Regions from separate parts of the Columba livia genome. Here region 1 is linked to region 2. A link is a contact called in public Hi-C data. All regions are on one chromosome and are shown on one strand. The core of a region is the stretch at or near the end of the contact, and the rest is flanking DNA. Distances in the headings are between cores, read along the strand shown.

Region 1 (5,614 bases), core at 566-3,065, 270 kb after region 2:
AGGGGAAGGGGATGTTACAACAGAAACAATAGTGACTGCTTTTTACAAAGCATACATTGCTCCCTTGCATGAGAATACTAACAATAACATGTCTTTAACTGTAGAGAGCAGAAAGTAAAGGATGATACTACTCAAAGTATCTGAAATCTTCATGCCAAAGCTTTAAAATGTGACCAAGGTGAAAGATAATAATACCCTTTCACAGTACATGCACAGACGACAGTGAATTCCAGTCTCTCAGTGCACATTTAAAGGATAAAATATAAAGTTTGCTAATTTTTTCAAACTACTTCCTCCTGCAACATTAACCAAGCAATTTGTTTTGTTTTAAACAGGCTTATGCAACTCCACTTAACTGTTGAAGAAGACAGGAAGTTAATTCCAATTCTTATTACTCTGGTCAAGTTGCAAGAGAAGTCCAGGTAGGCCAAACAGTCCCTTGCCACCGATTTCTACTACATAACATGCAACTTTTGTTCACTAATGCCTTTATGTAGGTTGGGAGGGAAAAAAAGCATGCTTTAGACTGCTCTGACCACCAGACCATGTTCTGAGGATGTAAATAATATACCAATTCCCATGCTACTGATGTTCCTGAAAGTCTCCCATTCAAGTGAAGTTTGCATATGCTTAATGGGTTCCAGAATACTGAGCTGGTCACATCCTGACAGCATATAACTGAAAAACTGTTCATCCATCTTGGCAAAACAGTCTGGCACCTGCAATCTTGTACTTTGACCACAAAAACCAGAATCATTCAAAATTTTCATTGTGATTCATTTAGATGACAAAAAGCAGAATTGTACCAGAGTTCAATCTAAATGATTCAGCCTGAACTTTGGTTTTACTTACACTATTATTTTGTCCTGCACGAGGGGGAAAAAGAAAAAAAAAAAAAGGAGAGGGAAAGAATAAAGGTTTCTTCATTCACTCTGATGCCAAACTCTGAAGTAGGTGCATAAACCTTCTTAAAGAGACCACTAATTTAATATATACTTGATTCTACTCAACAGTTGTGGGGCATAATCTGCAAGAGAAGTAGGGTTCTATTAACCTCTTCCTGAATGGCTGTAATGGTTGACGTAGATTCCATTTATTGTTGCCTTGTGTTTTGTGTTGCCATATACATCAGTGCTAGCCGGTTGTAATGCAGTGCTCTCAAAGTGCATCTTGTGCCAAACCTAAGAATAGCCCTATATTCTCACTAAGAGAATAAAAACAACTACAAAAAAAGCAGCCTCTTCAGCAGTTTAAGATTATGTTTCTAGTGATACATCACAGACAGATGTCTATCTGGAACTAGAAAGTTTTCTTCTGAAAAGGTCTCTGAATTCAGCCCTTTCCTTTAGTAGCAGGAACAGCTTTCATTTCTTCCACTGTCTTACTGGAACTCTTATGAATCCACGGGGGAGGTGGGGCAAGGAGGGAGAACCCCTCCAATTTTGCCATAATTGCTATAAATTGACCAGACTGAATGTACAATCAAGCATGTGTGTTATATACAATGCAATATTCTTAAGTTCTCATAGACAAAAATTAACTATTAAATCTGAACCTTTGAACACTGTTAAACAGCTGATAATATTTAAAAAGAGTACATCCACTTGGCCATCTGCCTAGTTATGGGCTCTGATGATCAGGCTGCATGTTGTTTAAAAGGTATAGTACAAAAAGGACTAGGAAAGTCAGCATTTTTTTTTCTAAAGAAGGAATGGGGGAGCTTTGTAGTCTTAAAGACAAAATATGCAGTAAGTCACTTACAGCTCTACACACACGGCTCCAGTTTGAACTCTTGCATCTTTAAATGATTTGCTAATATTTTTACAAATGAGAACACTTTTATCAAACAGCCTTCCTGTGTCTCAAAGAAGTTACTAAAAGAGTTAACAGAAAAGACTGAGGTATACTTGCATTGCTTTTTAGTATAATGTTTTTTTATGCACAGTGGTATTTTCCATATGAAAGCCTTGAGCCTGAAACAATACCCGATTATCATAATCTACTAAGACCTGTATTTCAGAACATTTTAGAAGGGGCTTTGGATTACTCTTTAGCTGGCAGCCTTCTACCAGCCTAAAGAGTTGCAAAACCACTGCTGGAAAAATAAAGTTACAGAGTGCAATGCTGCCATCTGCTGAAAACTGTTTGTCTGAATGGTCTAAGTACTCTTTCCAAAGATTCAGTTACAGGCATCTGAACACTCAAAGCTATTCAGACCTGTTTAATCTTATCAATTTGAGGAAGAATAACAAATATTTTTGGATCAACCATTTGTGCATATAGATGCAAGGTCAGCTGTAGTCAAGTATAGTAGCTCTACTTCCCCCTAATGGGAAATGGGATGGCCACCCAACACTTGGTAATAGCCTGTATTTCCCATATGCTGCATACAGTGCAGCACCATAGGCTTCCAGAAGGTTCCCCCTGTCAGCAGCAGGCCCCAAAAGCAATGTTTCGTGCTTAGTGACAATTCTGGAATAGGATATTCAAGTCTGCAGGTTCCTCTGGCTATGCACAAAGGAAAGATGCGTGTCAGGGTGGACACCATCCCCTCCAGCAGCCTGGGCTGGTGTTCCATTTCACAGGGCTGCAATCAAGGGTGGTAGACTTGTTGGAAAACTCAGGAGTCCATATTTTTAATTGATTTTTATTTCCCTACATCTAGTTATGGATGACGAGTTGTCCTCTCCTCCAAGTGACAGATATGTCCTACTGCAATTGCCAAAATTCCTATCCAGTTTGCCAGGAGACAACACTTTTCATCTACTGGCCAAAATTAAGTTGTATGGCTAGCAAAAGGTCACTATAGAAAAAAAAATGAACTCATGTGAAAGTACCACAATGTCATTTTCACTATGATCTAGATTATCTGCAGTAACTTTAATATAGGTACACATACAGAGATATCACATAATATGGTCTGTCTTGCACAACCACTACCTACAAAGCAGCCTGACATTCATGCCCTGTCCTCTATTGTTTGATTGGCACTTCTCAGATAAATGAGACTAAGGAGTTTATCCAACACTTTAAGCAGACGACAGATATTTTGTTCTCGGTTCACCAATACAAATCTGAAATAACTCTGCTTAGTTGAGTGAATATGGACCTCAATTTCTATCAGTGTAAACAAATCAAGAATGTGAGCCACTACACCAAATTTAGTCACACATGGCTTTACCAGATACAGATGCCTAACAGCACAAGCCTGATTTGTCTGTGCCTTGCACTGAAGTAAACAGGAACAAAACTATAACTCTACCACACTGGAATAGTACTTGACAGTCACTGTGAACAGATCATAAGCAATCTAACGGGGAACACTGAACAGAAGAAATAAGTCTCTTCTATATAGAGGAGAACAAACTTACTAAATAAGGAATAGTACACAGCCTGCTCCTTTGTTACCATCTCTCATTTCTTAAAAAAAATCCATTGGAAAAAATGGGCCTCAATCATATAATCTAATTTGGTACAGCTCCACAGTAATTATGATGGATTCATGCTGCATCACTTACATTGATAAAAGGAAATTACCAGGAGATTCCAGAAGCATTTTGCAGAACTTAATTCCAAGCATAAAAAATTTTAAGTGCTCCATTGATGTCTGTCAGTTTGATTAAGGTATGAATCACATACCAAGAAATACTATCAACTATGTATTTCAAGGCAGTTTTAGTTCTAGCAGTAGCATGAAGAAAAGGCAAAAAAGCCTTTGCTCAGAGATTAAAACATTCATCCTTTATTTCATTTTCTTATGGGATGAAGAAAGCCAAATTTTAGGAAAAAATTAAACGTCAGTCAAAAAAATTAGATGTAGTAAGATGACATTTTACACTTAAGTTGATAATTTGTGAATGTTACATTGTTTATCACAGACACAAGATGAAAAGAGTTTCAGTAAAACAAGACACAAACAGAATGGGTGGGAAATGCAGTCAACAGCGACACTAAGCTACAGCAAAAACTCATTTACTCTGAGTAGCTCATAAATACCCACTCAGTAAAGAATGAACAAGAAGCATTTTTGCCAGATCAACACTCATGTTTACAATTCCAAGCCAAGGAAACAGTAAAGACAGTAGATTTGATTACACAACAGAGAGAAACAGCTTTTTTTGGTGGTTCTTGTTGTTTTATTTTGTTTTGGATTTTTGTCCACAGTGCAACAACAGCCAACACAAGCTTGAAGCTGCAGCCACCAGTGCTACAGGACAAAGGTTCAGAGGTCTGAAGCCACCTCAAGGTTTCTTGCAGACCACCACCATGGTTCGACTGATGAATCATATTTGAACCGACCACTAACTAGGACTTCATGGACCTTGGTGGTCCGTGAACACCAAGAAAGTATCTGCCCCTATTAAATCAAATGATCACGTGAGATCCAAGTGCAGCATGTACAGAACACAAGGAACTGAAACATTAAAACACAGGGCCAAGTTCTCCTACTATTTCAGCAGATGCAGTTCCTCTAACAGTGGTGTGGGTTTTTTGTTTTTGTGGGGGGTTTTGTTTGCTTTTTTACCAAAAAATCCCAACCAAACAAACAAGACCAAAAAACCCCACCTCACACAGAAGCTAAGCCAGATGGCCAAATGCTGCTACTACTAATGTTGCTAATACCTCTTCAGGATTATTTATTGAATGAGACAGCTAGGACCAGCACTTTCATAGCTTGTCATCACTACCAGTTTTCTCCCCAAGTTTGTCTGTATCAGATATAGTTTTCTTTCAGGATATGGCTTGCTAGCCTCCGATGTGTATTGATCACATCTACTCTAAGATTATTATTTAGCTAATGTGAGTACAATTGAATTTAGATGTGTTGTTCTTATTTCAACTATATCCAAACCACAATTGTTACTGGAAACTTCTGGTCTATGTTACTTTCCAAATTGACCCTTAAACCCTTAAACTTCCTTATATTGTCCAGCACTTAATGCAGTAAGCTACAGGAATTTTCACCCCATTATATAATGGATTAGATTCCAGAGAAAACAAGCAACTTAGGAATAAACATTCCATATAAAAATTGAATACAGTCTGATTTGTATTTCAAACCAGCATTCAGTAGAGACATCAAGGAATTGTAGTTTTCCAGTTATCACACTGCACAAGGAAGCAACAGCCCACCATGGGCCACACCTTAGCAATGCTGCTGGATGTTGTCCTCCTCAACTCCTGGCTCTACAACGGTCACAACACACTCATAATACCCCTCCACATTGTGAAAAGATTGGTACACATTAAGCCAAGATAATCCAAGCTCCAAGAGCAACTAAAAGATGCCCAAGCTAGAAAAGTTGCTGTGCCATTCACCTTAATTTGCACCTCACTTGTGGAAGGAACCTGTTGATTTCTGAATGTCCTCCCCATTCCAAATGAAGCAAATGGAAACCAGATCACCCAGTCACAGTGCTAGCCAAACACATCTGTTGGGACTACCTTGGCTCTGTTTTTTGCCAGAAGTGAAAAAAAGTTACCGTATCAATGACATGCAAGAACATTGCTCAGATGTTTCTCTGTGTATAAGGCAGGAGATAAGCATTGCCTTATGTCAGCAGCCAAAGTCATTTAAATACTAAATAAAATGCAAAGTAAAAGATGAGAAAAA
Region 2 (5,579 bases), core at 2,993-5,492:
GGTGCTGGCTTGTCTGATATTCCATGCCTATGTCTGATATTCCATGCCTTAGAACAGAATGCAGAGGATGCTGTGTAAGATGCGGGCTTCTCCCTTTGCGGTTTCCTTACTCTGGGAGCTGTGGAGACCTGGGAGGTCAGCACATGTCGCTCCTGCCAAAAAGCAAGCACTGAGCGAGGAGACAAACCAAGCCTTCAAAGAGTGCCAAAGCTTCCCAGCATAGCTCGGTGTGAAGGGAAGGCAGAGATTTGTGGTAGCTCTGTTTTGTTTTAAACTAAACTGTTTGGGCCATCTATGCTCTTTCTAGTTTTTCGTCTCGTCTGGGGACAACAGAGAAAATTAAACTATATGAGTAGAAGGTGGCTTTTAATCACAACCGCTTTTTCCCCTGGAGTCCAAAAGCATATGCTTGAATTAATGGACTCTTTCTATTAACCACAAAGGGCCCAGGACAGATGCAAGAAAAGTTAGGTTTTCCTCATCATGCATACATAAACTTTCTCCAGCTCTCTTCAGCAGTTTCACATGGAGATGATGAAGCCATTCAGCCTAACAAAAGACTTTGCTTGAATCCTGGACCAGAATTCGCATAAACGATAATTTCTGGTTTTGGCATTCAGATATGATTAACTCTTCTTCTGTCCCTTTTTACATGCTCCTCCTTTAAGATGGCTGAAAAAAAAACCCACAACACTTTAATGCTCAGTTCTAAGTACAGACGTGGTGCTAAATTTGAAACACATGCCTCCCTTCAGTGCCAGGAACTGTAGATGACACTTTCCTCCATACCTCAATATCGTCAGATCCCATTCTGACACACGTAATTCTGTCTGGGCTAAAGGCACCGAATTTTATGTTAAGGAATCTACTATATAGGAAACACCTAGACACAATGTGACAGGATGCTTAGCCCTTTCTGCAGCTCTGGTCTTTACCATGGAAGCCTGTGGCAAATCAGACACATTTTTTGCCATGTCTGAAAGTAAAGCCTTGACAGTCCTGCACAGCTGGACAAGAGAAAATTACATTCTGTTCCTCATGGGTCCAAGGAGGTCCAAGAGTGAACTTGAAAGTATAGAACTATGTGAGATTTAGATGCATTTACAATGCGCATGCAAATGCATGAAGACACTTATCTAATTTTCAAAATAAAAAGAAAGAACAGTCTCTAAACAGGTAGTATTCAATCAGCATTATTCCTGTAGCTATTATGAGCTCAAGGCATCTCACAGATGGACAAGGATATTCATGTGCAAGCCTTCAATTTTCCCACTCATTCTGGCAAATTCTAGCTGGATTGCCATTCCACTTGAATTCATAGAATCATAGAATGCTAGGGATTGGAAGGGACCTCGAAAGATCATCTAGTCCAATCCCCCTGCTGGAGCAGGAACACCTAGATGAGGCTACACAGGAACATGTCCAGGAGGCTTTGAATGCCTTCAGAGTAGAAGACTCCACAACACCCCTGGGCAGCCTGTTCCAGTGCTCTGTTACCCTCACTGAGAAGAAGTTTCTTCTCAAGTTTAAGTGGAACCTCTTGTATTCCAGTTTGATCCCATTACCCCTTGTCTTACTATTGTTTGTCACCGAGAAGAGCCTGGCTCCATCCTCGTGACACTCACCCTTTGTATATTTGTAAACATTAATAAGGTCACCCCTCAGTCTCCTCTTCTCCAAACTAAAGAGACCAGCTCCATCAGCCTTTCCTCATAAGGGAGATGCTCCACTCCCTTCATCATCTTCATTGCCCTATGCTGGACTCTCTCCAGCAGTTCCCTGTCCTTCTTGAACTGAGGAGTTCAGAACTGGATACAGTATTCCAGGCGTGGTCTCACCAGGGAAGAGTAGAGGGGCAGGAGAACCTCTCTCAACCTACTAACTGCCCCCCTTCTAATACACCCCAGGATGCCATTGGCCCTCTTGGCCACAAGGGCACAGTGCTGGCTCATGGTCATCCTGCTGTCCACCAGGATCCCCAAGTCCCTTTCCCTTACACTGCTCTCTAATGGATCATTCCCCAATTTATACTGGAACCTGGGGTTACCACACTCTAGTACCCGCAGGAATTATTGCCTCTCCTTAAGTCCCAAGATGCAGGTGCATCAGCATCCACTAAAGAACCAGAAAAGTCCCAGAGCTGATACATCTCACACAGGGTAAAGGTATGTGACTTAGGGCTGTGTTTGAGCTGGGTGGGCAGGCTGACTGAACATCACCATTCTGAACTCTGCTCCTGTTGATACTATAAAACATCAAGTCTTTTTCTCCCTCTTTGAAGATACTTCTGTATGTCTGAGCAGTGTGCAGCACAAAGTAGGGTTCACAGGCAGTAATGATTTTAAAGCATACAGTCATGTCTCAAAAAGTACTTTTTTTTTTTTTTTTACATCCTATGATTTCCTGATCTACTTTTCCCTGTGAAATCCAGCACAAACAGAGAGCACCTAGGACTTGGGAGCTTTTCCTGAGAGCTCAGGTGCCAACTGTTATTTGTGTTCCTGTGCATATATCTATGGTCATATTCAAGATCCAAGAGGATCAAAGCTTTGACTCCAGTGGTGGGAACACTGGGCAGAGCACTGGGCAACAGGGCTGCAGGTTCCTTTCCAAATACTGCCAGTTACCTGTCCCGACACCTTTATGGATGTTCTACACCCTGCAAGACTGATATGTTCCCACATCTCATGAGCAGAAGTAACACAAGCTCTAGGGCAGGGACACCCCCCACCCCCACAGCTCTGTACAGTGCCTGGGACTCCATGGCTCTATTACAATGCAAGCACTAATTAACAGCCCAATCAGGCTTTGTGCAACGGTTGCCAAGACAAGTTCTTTGCCTTGTGCTGAATTGCTCACCTCACTTAGCTTTTTTAAGTCTAAGTTCATCATTTACTGCAGTGTACTAAGTTATATCATAGAAATTTTAGAGGTATGACTCCCCTCCACAAGTTACTTTTGAACAATAACAAATCATATGCTTGTTCTTGTGCTCTGATGAGCTTTGAACTTTAATAAATGATTAATCCTATTTAGAAGTAACTTAACACTGCCTTAACTGCATCTTTCCATGAAATGTCACTTTGACATCCTGTTGTGTGCATTCATTGCAACTTTCACACGCTGTAAATTAGGAACATTTACACATGCAATTAGTGTTTAATAAATGCCCAAAGAACTACTTGGGGATTAAGCAATTAGATGGCATCATGGAGTACCCTTTGTACTTAATGCTTATGAAGAAAATCATCTACCCGTTTTGCACAAATTGCATGCTGGGGTAACCATTGTGCTGGCAGGAAGCGCTCGGGTGAATTGCCAAATGCAGCCTCGAGTTTATACACAGCCACCATTCCCCAGCTCTCCCATCCCTCCCCCACTGACTTAACAGATAAATTAATATAGAAAAATTTGTCATTGGGATAGTACTTTGTTACCAAATTACTCCCTATGTTAAAAAAAAACAAAAAAACCCATAAGATTTAAGAACTTGAATTTTTAATGTCGTAGTTTAGTTATTATATATATATAAAAAAGATCTGCCCAGAAAAAAATACAGCTATGTACACACGGGTCATTTGCACAGCCGGCAACAACGGAGACTTAACCCTTTCTTATCCTATACTTTATGGTGCATAAAAACTGTAGTCAGTGTATATGGCAAAGCACGCAGTCTTAGAAGGAGAAACACTTGGCACCCTAGAACACCGTGTAAGTGGGAGCCTCTATTTTATGTATACACCACGCACACACAACTATAGCATGCTGAAAATAACAATAATCATTTGTTCTGCCATGTATATGGCCGGTACTCACCACAGTGATTGGTTAAACACCAAAATTAAGGTGCTGGAAGAGAATGCCTTGAAGTTCAAGGTTCAAATGAATCCAATTTACTCTCACTAAGACCCATTCATAGGCAGCCTGGAGAACATCAGGGGTGTTGGACTAGGTGACCTTTGAAGGTCCCTTCCAACTCAAACTATTCCATGATTGTATGATCTCACATTTATAAAGCCATACCTAACACATGGACTCAGATACAAACAAACAACTAGTGGGCAAAAGAAAAAGATACTTTGGGAACAGAGTGGAGTTCGAAGTTACATCCTGAGCACTTAAGTCACCAAAACCAGGAAAACCTGGTTTTGACACCAAGAGAGGGGTCCCGGCTCACAGCACCACATCCTTCACCTCACCAAAAGGAACCACTGCTTGCAGAGGTCACTCCCAGAGTCACAAACCCTCCTTACAAAAAGGCCTATTAGAACCTAATGCTTTCCAAAGCTGGTTTGTGCTGGGATACAATGGAGGTGGTGCAACATGTGTGCTAGCTGAGGCTGCGCTTCACAGGAGAAGAGAGGACCCTGTTTGCAGGGGAGCAGGATTTCCAAGTGCCAGTCACTGGAGAAAGTAGAAAATAAACAAAACCAACCAACCAAATAAATAAATAAATAGACCAAAACAAAACAAAGCCACCAAAAAACACACACACACAAAAAAAAGGACACCAAAAAAACCTACAAAAACACAAAAAAACCCGAAACACACACAAAAAAAACCCAAAAAACACAAAAAAACAAAAACCACATAAAGAACCGAAAATACAAAAAACCCAAACCCCACCAAAATAAAAAAAAAACAAAACACAAAAACAAACAAACAAAAAACAAGCAAAAAAACCCAAACCCCACAAAACTAAAAAACAAACAAAAAAACAAAAAACAACCGAAAACACACTTCCCATTAAAAAAAAATCAAAAAACCCTCAAAAAAACAAAACCCAAACAAAACTCACCAAAAAAAACACACCAAAAAAACCCCTAAAACCAAAAAACAAACAAAACCCACAAAAAACCCACACCGCAACAAAAAAACACACAAAAAAATCCCCAAACACCCAAACAAAAAACACCACACAAAAAGCCCACACACATTAAAAAACAAAACAAAACAAAACAAAACAAACAAACAAACAAACAAACAAACCCCACCAAACTAAACCCTCTAAAACCTCTACCCCAACAACTTAAAACAACTGCAAGGAAGTTGTTTTTCCACTTGATGCAGCCTGTGTAAGTCGTGTGAAAGGTGCTCCTGTGGATGCAAAGTCACCCACCGCAAGGACTCCCAATCTCGGAGTGCCAGCGCCACCTTCTTGCCAAGGGATCTAGTGGCAGGCTCTCACCACGGCCACCTGCGACTGCTCGCGTTTGCCTGTGTGAAAAACCCGCCGGGGTTTGGGGCTGGTACCACAGAAAACACCCGGTTTGCATCACCGAGCTGGTGCCGACGGTTCCCGCATCCCAGCCCCGCACCCTCAGCACACCCCGGGTCTGGATCCCCTCAGTAACAACAGCCAAAAAAACCCCATTTTTACAAAGAGGGCAGCTTAAAACTCACAGGAAATAATTTCAAATGAGGCTCAAGCCAGCCTCCTCCTAAAAAGTGTGTTATTTTTCTTGATGTTCTAAGACAGTCTTTCTAATGGGAAAAATAAAGGGAGTTTTCTTCTGTTGTTTCCTTCGGTGCAAATAAATGAATTTTCCCAGCCACTGTTGAAAAGCAAAATGTTTCTC

What was found. Hi-C and Micro-C count contacts between places; a contact is called where the count stands out from the background.
Region 1: a contact with region 2 is called in a Hi-C map of liver, with 4 times the contacts expected there. The contact joins two enhancer-like sites. A contact is called at or near these places in 2 of 2 Hi-C or Micro-C datasets (crop and liver).

The regions. Positions count from the first base shown.
Region 1 is chr3:94,588,121-94,593,734 of bColLiv1.pat.W.v2, forward strand. No RefSeq gene overlaps it. Among named protein-coding and RNA genes, the nearest start is that of TRNAI-UAU, 13 kb to the right of the region's middle. Within about 2 kb of position 1,816, at least 2 of the 3 cell types and tissues checked have an H3K27ac peak away from gene starts, as active enhancers do.
Region 2 is chr3:94,315,274-94,320,852 of bColLiv1.pat.W.v2, forward strand. All of the region lies in intron 3 of LOC110365678, which reads right to left. LOC135579116 (a long non-coding RNA gene) reads left to right here. Exons shown (of 4, transcript XR_010471593.1): 4 at 1-4,655. Among named protein-coding and RNA genes, the nearest start is that of TRNAI-UAU, 290 kb to the right of the region's middle. Within about 2 kb of position 4,243, at least 2 of the 3 cell types and tissues checked have an H3K27ac peak away from gene starts, as active enhancers do.